Linked DNA regions of Mus musculus: regions 2 and 3 are each linked to region 1. The links are chromatin contacts, called in public promoter capture Hi-C maps. All regions are on one chromosome and are shown on one strand. The core of a region is the stretch at or near the end of the contact, and the rest is flanking DNA. Distances in the headings are between cores, read along the strand shown.

Evidence for each region. Promoter capture Hi-C pulls out the DNA fragments that hold promoters and counts their contacts.
Region 2: a contact with region 1 is called in a promoter capture Hi-C map of pre-B cells, with 6 times the contacts expected there. The contact joins the promoter of Bloc1s1 here to the promoter of Stat6 in region 1. A contact is called at or near these places in 1 of 39 promoter capture datasets (pre-B cells) and 1 of 9 other capture datasets (liver).
Region 3: a promoter capture Hi-C map of pre-B cells shows a contact between it and region 1. The contact joins the promoter of Pmel here to the promoter of Stat6 in region 1.

The regions. Positions count from the first base shown.
Region 1 is chr10:127,640,743-127,644,984 of GRCm38.p6, forward strand. Stat6 (signal transducer and activator of transcription 6) reads left to right here and starts at 2,244. Exons shown (of 22, transcript NM_009284.2): 1 at 2,244-2,507.
Region 2 is chr10:128,921,624-128,925,865 of GRCm38.p6, forward strand. It overlaps Bloc1s1 (biogenesis of lysosomal organelles complex-1, subunit 1), which reads right to left and starts at 1,901. Exons shown (of 4, transcript NM_015740.3): 1 at 1,752-1,901; 2 at 1,031-1,103. The coding sequence starts at 1,812.
Region 3 is chr10:128,703,995-128,708,236 of GRCm38.p6, forward strand. It overlaps Pmel (premelanosome protein), which reads left to right and starts at 2,264. Exons shown (of 11, transcript NM_021882.4): 1 at 2,264-2,364. The coding sequence starts at 2,292. Cdk2 (cyclin-dependent kinase 2) reads right to left here and starts at 1,057. Exons shown (of 8, transcript NM_183417.3): 1 at 718-1,057; 2 at 1-9. The coding sequence starts at 833.

The sequences.
Region 1 (4,242 bases), core at 994-3,493:
CCATCTCCACCCCTGCTCTCTTTCTCTTCCACTCACTGCCTTACAGACCTAAGGCATCCATAAAGGAACACACCTCTTCTAGGCTCTGCCTTACCCTCACAACTTACCCTCAGCACTACCCTCTCACAACCCTGGAACCTCTGGGTAAGATGAAGAGCCTTCTGGGTTTTTTCCCACATAATATTTATTCTTGGCCATAAAAACAGTGTCTGGGACTGGAGAGAGAGCTCAGTGGTTAAGAGCTCTGGCTGTTCTTCCAGAGGACCTAGATCTGATTACCAAGACCCACATGGTAATTAGAAAACAATCATCTGTAATTCTAATTCCAGGGTATGTGATGCTCTCCTCTAGCCTCTGAGAGCACCAGGCATGCACATGGTATACATTCATGTAGACAGTATATCTATAGACATTAAGAACAATCCATCAAGGGGGCTGGAGAGATGGCTCAGATGGTTAAGAGCACTGACTGCTCTTCCGAAGGTCCTGAGTTTAAATCCCAACAACCACATGGTGGCTCACAACCATCCGTAATGAGATCTGACTCTCTCTTCTCGAGTGTCTGAAGACAGTGACAGTGTACTCATATGTAATAAATAAATAAACAAGAACAAAAAACCCAACCCATCAAATATTAATTGTTGGGTTGGGATGTGACTCATTTGGTAGCATCCTTGCCTGACATGCAAAAAGCCCTGGGTTCAGTTCTTAGCATCACAAGCCCTCTTGCTGTTTGTTGCATATTTCTAAGCCTGGTACTTGGGAGGTGAAGTTAAAGTTTGTCCTTGGTTACTAGGCAATTTCAAGGCCATCCTGGGCTACATGACCCTTTGTCTCAACAACAGCATCAACAACCACAGTCCAACCAAGTAGCTGAGCAACAACAACAACAACAAAAGTACCTCCTGCTTGCTGTTTACTAGGTGACCAGAGTTCCTCTGAGCCTTTATGTATCAGTATATTCTATTCTCACAACCCCACAGCTTAAGCCACTCTGCGTGCTCCGTCCTACAGATAATGAACCAGCCAATTCTGCAGTTAGCATCTTTGGCAGGACTTGAACACAAATAGGTCTTGCTCAGAGTCCATGATTATATTATATGTACATGTACAGTTTGCTCTGGCACCTGGGTGGATCTAAGTTTGCACTGTGTACAGTGCCCACGGATGTGCAGTGGAGGAATCAGCTCAGGCACCAGGGGGCGCCAGAAGCCTGGCTTTTGCTCTTTCAGCCCAGCCCTGAAAGGCAATGGAAAGCCAAAATTCCAACTTGACACAGCCACCCTCAGACTATCCCTCCATACACTCGACTTTCAGGTTTGGCCTTTTGTTATCCTCCCCAACAAAAACTACAGGACAGTCCTCTGGTTATGATGGTGATTCAGAGGCTGAACAAGGGGCGTGTGTGTGTGTGTGTGTGTGTGTGTGTGACTCTAAGAGGCTCTGAGGGCTGTCATGTGTGAGAGCCTGCTGCTACATGTGTAAAGCTCAGACACGCGCGTGTGCGTGTGTGTATGTGTGTGTGTATGCGTGTGTGTGTGTGTGTGTGTGTTTTCTTGTGGCCAGGGAAATTGCACATATTTGTTTTGGGGTGTGTCTCAGTGTTTACCTCAGAAACAGATAGGAACTTTGCCAAGGTTGCACAGCATATTCACATTCAAACTTGGCACCCTGGCAGCCCTCAGTGGCTATCACTAGGGTTTGGGACGTGGTATCCCCGAATGAATTCCTTTTCCTCCAAGGGACTCCCGGAGACTTCCAGAATTCTGAGCTAAGGGTTCCCCTCCCCCACTTCCTCCCTACAGTATCACGGGACTTCTAAGGCGTTCCTGCCTTGGAAGGAGGTGAGCCTAATTGTGCAGGGGCCTCGGGCTCCCAGCTGTTTTTCAGGGTCCTCCACTGGAGGACGCACACAACCCAGATGTCCCATAGCACAGTTCCCCGAGGTCCCAATCTCTGGCCCGGAGAAAGTTTGTGTGGTAGCTAGGCAGTTCGGGGTGGCATGCCTCTGCCAGATATTAGGTGACTTTTCCGAGGAGTGGGGAATGGATCAGTGCTAAGGGGATTAGAGTAAAGGTCAGCCTCCCTCCAGTGTGGTTCAATGGAGCTCCAGCTTTGCCCTCCCCACTACGTGCTTCCCCACCGGGTACATACAGGTTCACCCCACTTTCTTCCTCTTCCTCCTCCAGCCCACTTTCTCTTCTCTGTGTCGTCAGAGCGCCAGGGAGGGACCTGGGCAGACAGAGAAGCCGGAAACAGCAGGCCGGGGCAGCCAGGGTTTACAGTGAAGAAGGCCCGGAGACGAGTGCGTGCGTGCCTGTGTGTGTGTTTGTGTGTGTGTGCGCGCGCTCGAGCGTGTGCGCGCGTGCCTGTGTGCATATGTGTGTGTGTGTCTGTACACATTGAGTTTTTAGGGCCAGCCCAGGACCCGCTGGACAGACCTACAGACCCATGGGGCTTGGTAGTGCCCTCTGAGAGAGGGAGAAGATAGCAGCGGGGCTGCTGAGGTGAGGGGACGTCTGCGAGTAGGGAAGGTTATGGGGGGGCTTTGACGAACCACGAGGGATGGATTTTCGGGGCCTCTCGGATCCTCCCCCCTGGGCGGGGCAGTTGGTCCCCTGAAAATAGTTTCATCTGGGGTTAGCTGACGGCACTGGGTTTTGGCAGTTTCCAACTTTCGAAGGACTCGGGTGGGTACAGGCCTCCACATTCCGGTCCCCAACGTGTCGCGTCACTTTCCCCAATCCTCAGCCCTGCGCCTCCTGGGTCTTGGGACAGTCGCTGGGCAGAGGAGAAGAAAGGTTCTCTGGGTTGGGGGACATGGCTGCCTTTCCCTAGAAGTTGATGCTCCAGGGTCCCCGAGCCTGTCCAACCCCTAGCTGCTGCCCGCTAAAGGTTCCTACTCAGGGTGTGGCTGGAGGGTGAGAGAGACCCAGATGTAGATCTCATGGTGCCCCAGAGGAGGGGGACTTTCCCCCTCACTTTTTTGGCCGCAGTAAACCCTGAGATTTCCCCGTGGAGGGCAGCCGGCTGGGGGTTAACCCTCCTCATGCTGACCTGGCTCCACCTCCTCCCACCCTTTCCCACCCCCACCAGCGCCGCCACCGTCATATATACACGCACATTGGACAACTCAGGGAAGCCCTTGACTTTTGATATTGGGGTCACACGGCCAGCGGACTCGGAATGCGGGAGTGGAGGGGATAGATTTAGGCCACCAAGCTTACGAAGAAGCTTCTAGGTTGTCGGGCTTCCCCTACGGCGGGGAGGGGGAGCCTGGAAGGGAAAGCTCGCCCCGCCTCTTGAAGTGTAGCTCCGCCTTCCCACCCTAGGGGACTGATCTCAAGAAAGGACGGTCCTTGTCCTAGCCCGACCTATAGACCCTGCAACGTTACCGGCAGCTCAGGAGAAAAATATGGCTTAATGGCGTCTGGGGTGGGGGAAGGATGAGACTTGAGTCACTCTACAGGGAGATTTAGAGGAAATTGGAGCTGTTCCTGGCTTGGCGGTCCCAGTCCCCAGTAGGGTAAGGATAGGGCCAAAGGTCTGGAATCCGAACATTCCAGAGACTGGGAGGAAAAGGGAACAGAATCCTCTCTTAAATTTGAAAATAAGACAAATGTGACTCTTCGGGATGCCCCACCCAACGGGGTAGACAGTTTTAGAGCAAAGTCTGGTTGGAGGACCCTATGCAAGAGTTGAAGACTCTGCCTTTGGGAGTGAGAACTCAGGGAGTGGGAGAGCAACCGGGAAGATGGTTAAGGGTAGGCAATGTCCTGTGAAGTGGCCTCCTTCTCTTCTATATGGGAGTCCTGTGGGAGTTAAGAGGCTCAAAAGGCAGGAGGAATTGGGGAGACCCAGGGAGTTTCCATCCCATCTTCCTCCTCCTCCTCTCTGAGAGGTCATTATAAACTGAGAGCCATCCCTCCCATCAACCACTGAGCCATCCCCCTCAACCCAGCCCACTCTGAGGCCCCTGAGAGACTCAGGAGCCAGCACTCTGCTCCCTCTCCCTCCTCTTTCCCTGCCTTTCTTCTTCTCTTCCTCTGGCTTTTTGGCTGTCTTGTTGTCCCCCACTTCCAGACTGATCAGTCCTCATTGCTTCTCTGGTCTTCCCTCCCTTTCCCCCTTCCCAGCTCTTCCTGTCCTATCTGTAAGGTGATGGGATCTCTGAGCTGGAGGGAATTCTAACAGCACAGTATAGTGATTAATCCCAATGATGAGTAAGGGCCAGATTACTAA
Region 2 (4,242 bases), core at 651-3,150, 1.3 Mb after region 1:
GGGGGGGCTTCAAGAAAGTGGGCAGGGCACCTGACAAGGGCTGAGACAAACTAGGCCTTTGTTTTATTTTCTGGAGAATAGGAGCTGTGGGGAGCAACACAAAACCCTTTCTAATCAGGATTTGGCTTAGGTGCCCTCTAAGCTTCGAATGTGGGGTGGCGTCTAGCAAGTAAACAGAAAGAAGTCTGGCCAGCGTCACAAATGTAGCAAAGGATGTGCCAGTGTGGGAACACCAGAGAAGAGGAGGAGAGAGCTGTCTGGAGACAAAGGAGACCAGAGCCCCCAACCACAGCCATTCTTCCCCCTAATCTCCCCTCAAGATGAGTAATGGTTGATGACCCTAACCCTGCATGACTCCCTTGGATGAATCAGTCTCTGGATTTGCAACCAAGCCTGTCACTCGCCCTGGGCGGAAGGCATAGTATGTGCCTCCTTTCTTCCCATAGACAATCAGATCACCATCTCTGCACTCTTATGAGTCATGCAGGGCCAGGGAATCTTTCCAAGTCTTTGGATACCACTGGTCTTCTCATTGAGGGTTAAGGTTGGGGGAAGGGTCCCTGGAGACCCAGAAGGAAAGGAAGAGACAGCCTGGTTTTGTCACAGCTCTTGGCTTAGGCTCTTCCTTACTTCTACCAGCTGTGCCATCCTGTTCCTGCCATTTGTTTCGCAGGCTTTCCAGAGAGTAGGAGGTGAGGAAGGAAAGAGGGTACGTGGTGGAAGAGGTTGTCCTTCCCTCCCACCCAAGTGACAGCTGGACATATAAGGGTTAGTCGAGTTGGCCAGATGGCATCAAGTTGTGCCAGGGAAGTTAGTGTGGGGAGGGGAATTCTGTTTTCCCAACCACTGCAGCTGTCGCCCCCATCAGCGTTAGAGAGTGAAAGCTGACTCAAGTCTCCACAAAGTTACATTAGGGGGAGGGGACAGATCAGAGGAGTTACTGGAGCACCGGGTCCTTCTGAAAGCTGGCCCAGATGCTGTGTAACCAGGGTGGATGGAGGAAACCGGAGTTGAGGGAAGAGGTTCATACCCCACGTTGAGGTGATCCACCAACGCTTCGGTCAGGCAGGTCGCTGCAGCGATAGCTTCTCTCCTCCTCTTCTCTGGGGAAGGGGAAAGGGGTTGGAGCAGACTTCGTATTTGAAAGATGGTGCTAATGGGTCCTCACGCACTTATTACTGTTCTAGAAACTGCCAACTAATGCCAGACCTCTTAAAAAGAACCTTCCATACATAAACAAAACAAACCCCTTTATTTTGGAGGCAAAGAAACTGGGGCCCTGAGAAGGGAATGGACACTCCATCAGGTACGCCCAGGACTCTTCCTAGACATCCTTTTTCCACTACTTTGGGCAATGGATTGGCAACTCCAGGATTCCCAGTCTAGGCCTGGGGAAAGTTGTGCCTTAGCTGTGTGGCAGACTGGGCAGTCCCCAATTCCTCCCACTTCCGGGGTGAGAAGCTGGCTGGGCCAATTGGCAACGCGTTTCGCGCTCCAGGGGCGGGACTCAGGCGCCGCCTGGGCGGGATTGAGGGAGGTGGCGCAGGGACCCGAGTGGTGCCAAGGGGACCAGGGCTGGTTGGCAAGGGGACGGAGTTTCCAGAAGTGCCGCCCCCAATTCCCTGCCCGGCACTCGGGTCGCCCGCTAGCCGGCGCCCTCTCCTTGATCTGGGAGGTTACCCGAGGTCCAGGCCTCTGGAAGAAGCTAGGCCGCGGCCGGGAGCTGCCGACCGACCGGACGCTGAGCTCACCCTGCAGCTCCTTGCGTTCGTTCTGCTTGGCTTGGTGTTCTTTGAGCAGGCGGGACAGCATGGTCGAGTCTGGCTGGGTGTGGGCACGGCGGACCCCTCCCTAAGGCTGCAGGAACTGGACTATGCCTTGGCTCACCCGGAAGGCGTCACGTGATCGCAGTATCACGTGACGCAAGAGCCTCCCTCTGCTTTTGGCATCTGGTGGTTGGTATTGAGGAGCTAAAGGAGCGAAGTGGAGGGTTGGTTGCTTGGTGGGTGAGCTGTTCGCTAATGAGGCTCAGTTTCTGGAGTCAGGAACACTTTTCGCATTTAGTCATGCTGAAGAGTCAGTTTTCACATGCTCTGGCTGTCGGGTTTTGAGAGGATTGGTGTCCTGATGCTGTCCACTACACTTCTGTTACTAGGGTAGCAGAAGCTCTCTGAACTCATTGAAATTCTTCTCCTTCCCTCACCTTACCTCCTGGCAATGCCGGCCGATTCTCAGTGGATTCCCAGCTTCCTCTCCCTAGAAGAGAATGCTTTCTCTTATTTCCCAGCCCTCTTGTCTTCTCACCTCTCCACCGAGGTTCTCTCAGCTCTGGGTGATCACTGTAGAGCAGCATTTTAGGCACCTCAAGCAGCCTTCTAGGGAGCTTTGCTAATGTTGCGGGCAGTGAGTGGTGAATGCGCAGATCTATCTCTGTCCTTTTGTGGTCAGGGAATGCGAACCCATTTTAGTCGTGGCAGAAGCGTAAGTGCTACTGCCAAAGTGAAAGGTAAATTATACAGTGCTTCTCCGACTAAGGAGGAATGCTTCCAGGACTAATTCCAACTAGAAAAATTATAAACACCATCAATTTATTGCTGTTGTTTCTCTCTCTCTCTCTCTCTCTCTCTCTCTCTCTCTGTCCCCTAGGCTCCTTGTGCTTTTCATGGTGGCCAGGAATCCACCAGCGCTACAAGTAACCGGAGCTAAGGGGTGCATTACAAGTGTGCAGACATACCATGTGTCCCACAACTTTGATTCTAGCAGGCCTGAGGCAGAAGCAGGAGGATGTCTGTGTATTTGAGGCCATCCTGGTCTACAGAACAAACTTTGGGGCAGCTAGCAATATGTAGAGAGACCTTGTCTCAAAGCAGAAACACACAGACCACAAAAAAACGAATGTGGAGACATGCTGGCCAAACTTTGGTCAATTTTCTTACCCATTCTGAGCTTTAGTTTGATTGTTAATAAACTAAGGTGATTAGACTAATGTTTAGCTCTGGCTAAAGAGTAGAACCGCATTGAAGAGTTTGTAAATAATACTGTCATGTATGGTATACTGATGCAAACCTGTCAGGGGGCTGAGGTGGAAGAATGGGGAGTTCTAGATTAGCTTGGGCTACATAGCAAGACCCTGTCTCCTACTCCCAATTAAAAAGAAACTTGATCCCAAATTTATTTATTAAATAGACTTTCTGAAGGATTGATCTATGTATGTATGTATGTATGTATGTATGTATGTATGTAGCTAGCTAGCTATCTAGCTATCTATCATCTCTGTATCAGGTGATTCCAGAGTGCTTCCAAAGCTGAGGGACGTGGGGCTAATTCATGTCTGAGACTGTTTACAGCTTTGTCATCTACCCAGCTACCCATTTTCTGAGTTATGGCGCAGATGAAGTTGATAGCTTGGATCCAGTAGCAGGGCAAATGGATGCAGAACAAATTAGAATATTCTTCTTTAGAATAGCGAACAAAATAACCATGGAAGGAATTACAGAGACAAAGTTTGGTGCTGAGATGAAAGGATGGACCATCCAGAGACTGCCCCACCCAGGGATCCATCCCATAATCAGCCACCAAACCCAGACACTATAGCATATGCCAGCAAGATTTTGCTGACAGGACCCTGATATAGCTGTCTCTTGTGAGGCTATGCAGTGCCTGGCAAATACAGAAGTGGATGCTCACAGTCACCTATTGGATGGAACACAGGGCCCCCAACGGAGGAGCTAGAGAAAGTACCCAAGGAGCTGAAGGGGTCTGCAACCCTAAGGTAGAACAACAATATGAACTAACCAGTACCCCCAGAGCTAGTGTCTCTAGCTGCATATGTAGCAGAAGATGGCCTAGTCGGCCATCAATGGGAAGAGAGGCCCCTTGGTATAGCAAACTTTATATGCTCCATTACAGGGGAATACCAGGGCCAAGAAGTGGGAGTGGGTGGGTAGGGGAGCAGGGCGGGGGGTGGTATAGGGAACTTTCAGGATAGCATTTGAAATGTAAATGAACAAATATCTAATAAAAAATTAACAAAACAAAACAAAAAGAATATTCTTCTTGAAGTTTCTTAGTAAGAGTGAGAGTTATTGATCCACTGGTGTATTCAGCTATTTTACTTGTGTGTGTGTGTGTGTGTGTGTGTGTGTGTGTGTGTGTGTGTGTGTGTTAATAGATGCCATGTTTAGGTCAGAAGATAACGTTAGGGAGTCAGTTCTCTCTCTCTCTCTTTTTTTTTTCTTAAAG
Region 3 (4,242 bases), core at 1,014-3,513, 1.1 Mb after region 1:
TCAGTCTCACTTGGAGAGGTTGGGAAAACAGAGACAAGAATACGGTTACAAACATCATTCTCTCAGGGATACACAACCCCCAGCCCCCTTAGGAAGGCAGACAGGAGAGGTGCTGTGAGGAGTTAATTTCTGGGTAGTTAGGGTGTGGCTTTTAGACATATTTAAGGCCATTATTTCCTCTTTTTCCAGTGAAAGGTAAGAAGAGCCTCCAGGTGAATGAAAAGCAGAAGAAAGGTAATAGGGGAGTGGGGTGAGAGTAGCTCCCGGCCTCCCCTGAGGGCCAGTGAATCTCAACTGCCATTCTTTTGAAAGAGAGTGAGGGTTCTAAGTATGGTGCTGGAGCAGTGAGGAGAGCTCTCCATTCAGAAAGGAACTTTTCTCTGGTTACCACATAACCCAACTCCACGAACAGCCCTGGACCCCTCCTATCCCGGGCTCCCACCCCACAACTTTCTCTTCCCAAGTCTCTCGGCTAGCAGATTTGGGAGCACACCGGCTGGAGCACTGCAAGAAACTTTCCCCTGGATTCCAGCCCCGGACAGTCTCCTCCGGTAGAGCCTCCACGGTCGGCCAACCCACCGCTCGCTTCACGCGTCCCTCCCTCCCTCCCCGCTACCTTCCGGTCCGGGGACGCTACCCGCCTGTTGGGGTAGGGGGTTGGGAGGGGGACAGCCAAGAGGTCCGGGCAAAGGAGTTCCGGCTCCGGAGGCCACTCACGTGTCGAGCCGGATCTTCTTAAGCGCCACAACTTCTCCCGTCAACTTGTTTTTGGCTTTGTACACCACTCCGTACGTGCCCTCTCCAATCTTCTCCACCTTTTGGAAGTTCTCCATGGAGCGCTAGTGAGGCGGCTCAGGCCCCCGGGAGCGGGGCCCGGGAACCCTGACGAAAGCGGGCCCGACACTCGGAGCGGAGGACCTGGGGGACCCCGGGTGAGCACGGCAGTCCCAGCTCGGGATGGAACGCAAGGAGAGCTCAGCCCTTGACAATTTGTCCAACTTGAAACAATGTTGCCGCCTCCCCCACTGCTCCAGACGGCCATCCGAGACCCCGCCCCTCCTTCCCGCGTTTCCCTGGCCCCGCCCCCCGCCCTTCCGATTGGTTCACGTCACGAGGGCGGACCGGACCATCGCGCTCCCGCCTCAGAGGCCCCGCCCTGGGCGGGCGAGCCGCGGGGCAGCTGCACAACTTTCCCGCAGTTCCTGGTTTAGGCTCCGCAGGCCGGAACTGGTGGTGTTTCTGGTCTACGGATTTCCTTACCTTTCCCTCACAATTTTCACCACCCCTTGGGTGAGATTAAAATTCCACCTGGACAAGAGAGTCTCTTTTAAAAAGCAAAACCTGGGAATCTTTAAAAGAAAAAGAATAATGTATTTTATTTTAAATGGTGTGTGGGTCTGTGTGTCTGCATTTAAGTTTTCACAGAAGCAGCAGGTGCCCTGGAGCTGAGGTTCTAGGCGGTCGTGAGCCTAACTTGGGTGCTGGAGCTGAACTCTGGTCTTCTGCAAGAGCGGCTTGCGCTCTTAACAGCGGTGCTGTTTCTCCAGCACTCTCGCCTGCTTTTTGGAAACATCTCATAATGCAGCCCTTGTTGGCTGGAATGCGTTCAAAAGTCCAGGTTGTCTTCGAACTCACAGAGATCCGTTTGTCTCGGTCTCCATGTGGGGCACAAAATCCGGTCTCTCTCTCTCTCTCTCTCCCACACACACTCCCTCCTTCTCGCCTCCCTCCGCTTTCTTTTTATTTTTCTGAGACAAGGTTTCTCTGTGTAATCTTGGCTGTCCTGGAACTCTAGTCCAGGCTGGAAAATCGGGACTCTTATTGTAAAGGATTCTTTGGCTAGATAATAGAGTCGTTTCTCAGCCTAGCTTAATACTGTCTCACTGTTTCGGGGTTCATTGGCTGCCTGTGTTGTTTTATTGCTGGCAATCTACCCTCCCAGCCCCTTCTGGATGCTTTTGGATAAAGGTGCTGTTTCTGTCTTAAGGATCTCTTGGTTTGACACAATTCTCTTCACTCTGTCTTGCTGAATTGTGACTGTTAAGTATGTGAATTGAGGCTGCCCATCAGTGAACTCTTTCCAGAATAAGTGTGTCAGTGAATGTGACCCAGCGAAACCAGAAACTGTCATTGAGCTGTGTGGGATGAAATCAGTTCTGGCCCTTTCCTTCTTCCCAGGTTTCCCCTCCTCTGGAGGGAGAGGAGGAAGGCCTATGCAAATGACCATCCCTTTCTATATAGGGGCTCGCTCCCACCCCCTGGTACCTTTGGCTGCTGGCAAGAGGACCACTATGGGTGTCCAGAGAAGGAGCTTCCTTCCCGTGCTTGTGCTGAGTGCTCTGCTGGCTGTGGGGGCCCTAGAAGGTGAGTGTGGGTGGGTGGTCAGGAGCAAGTGCTATTAGCAATTGAACACCAGCTCTGGGTTTCCCCCTTCTAATCAGACAAGTCAAAATACTTTAGGCTTGTCCTATTTGATTTTAGTGAAGATATGGTTTTGTTTGGTTTTTTTATTTGTTCAAGACAAGGTCCAGTGTAGCCCAGGCTAGCCTCAGATTCACTGTGTACCCACGGATGAACTCAAACTCCTCATCTACCTCCTAAGTACATACTTAAACCGTTGTGCCCAGCTTTAGATGTGAACCTTAGGATCAAGCATAGAGGTATCCCTATCTGATGCAGGGGGCAGAAGGCATGGCACTAATTCTGAGGCTGCTTGGAGCACTCAGCGAAATAGGGGCTCCAAGGAGGTGACATGGTGACATGTCCATGGTGACATGGAGATCCTTTGGGTAATATCTTAAATGCAGTGATAGGAGATGTAAAGTAGAGAGAAAAAGAGTAGGGTATTCAGGAAGGCCAAACTGACAGACCACCTCTGCATCAGGGGTGCGGATGGATGAATGTATCCCAGGCTTGTCTCAGAAGGGTCTCAGCTGAGCATCACATGAAAGGACTCTGGGGGATTGAGACCTCGTGACAGGAGCAAGAGGAGGGAGTTAAGGATGGCGAGAGGGTCTGGAATGTCCCGTGCTGCTGAGGAGGGAGAGTGGGCAGTCAAAAAGAATGGTGCGTCTTATGACTGTTCTTGCTTCAGTGGTCAAGCGCTCCCTGAGATGAACATAGAACAGCCCCCCCCCTCCCCCCTCCCAGCAGAACCCTGGGCTTCCTGTGGACGTTAGAATTGGGTTAAGGACACTTCTCTGTGCTGTAATATATTATATATATATTACATACATACACATTATATATATCTGGTTTCTTCACTTGTACTATAATTTCTCTTTTCTTTTCATTACTTTTCTGAGATGTTGTTTGCGATGTTCTGTTCATACCCACACATCTGAGTGAGGCCCTTAAGATACTCTGCTTGCATTTCACACACTGACTTTAGTTTTTGTTTGGGGGCTGTCCCCCCACCACTACCATGTGAGTCTGGGGAACAAACTCAGGTTGTCAGGCTGGGCAGAAAGCCTCTTTACCCCATAAGCCACCTCACTTGTCCAAGAGTTTCTTCTAAATACATATTTTAGACAAAAACAGCAACCAAGAAGGATAGAGCAAATGTGTCCAAATGTTGGTGGATTTTGGATTTGGGTGAAGGGATGTGGACATCCATTTTATTCCTTTCTTTTCAGACATCTGTTTTAGCTCTGGTCTCCCAACGTAACCCCAGCTGGCGTCCAACAACTTGCAGTGATTTTCTTTTTTCTTCTTCTTCTTCTTCTTCTTCTTCTTCTTTTTTTTTTTTTTTTTTTTTTCCAGTCAGGGTTTCTCTGTGTAGCCCTGGCTGTCCTGGAACTCACTCTGTAGACCAGGCTGGCCTCGAACTCAGAAATCCACCTGCCTGCTTCTGCCTTCCTAGTGCTGGGATTAAAGGCGTGCGCCACCACACCTGGCTCTTCTTCTTCGGAGTGCTGGGACTACAGATGTGACACACTGTACCCAATTAAATTATAATAATTATATCTGCTTTGTCCCCCACCTCCAACCTGTACAGGCTTCTTCTCAATCGACCCTCCTCTCTCTCCTCCTCCTCCTCCCCCTACAGCTGCCCCTCTTCCTCATTCCCCTCCTCCATTTTCTGAGACAGGGCACGCTGCTCTGGGATACACTCTGTAGTCCATGCTGTCAAGCTCATGGTGTTCTATGCTGGTGACTCCTGAGTACATCATGCCTTGATGCCACAGTGGCCTTTCCATCATGTTAAAAAAAAAAAAAAAAAAAGGCCGGGCGTGGTGGCGC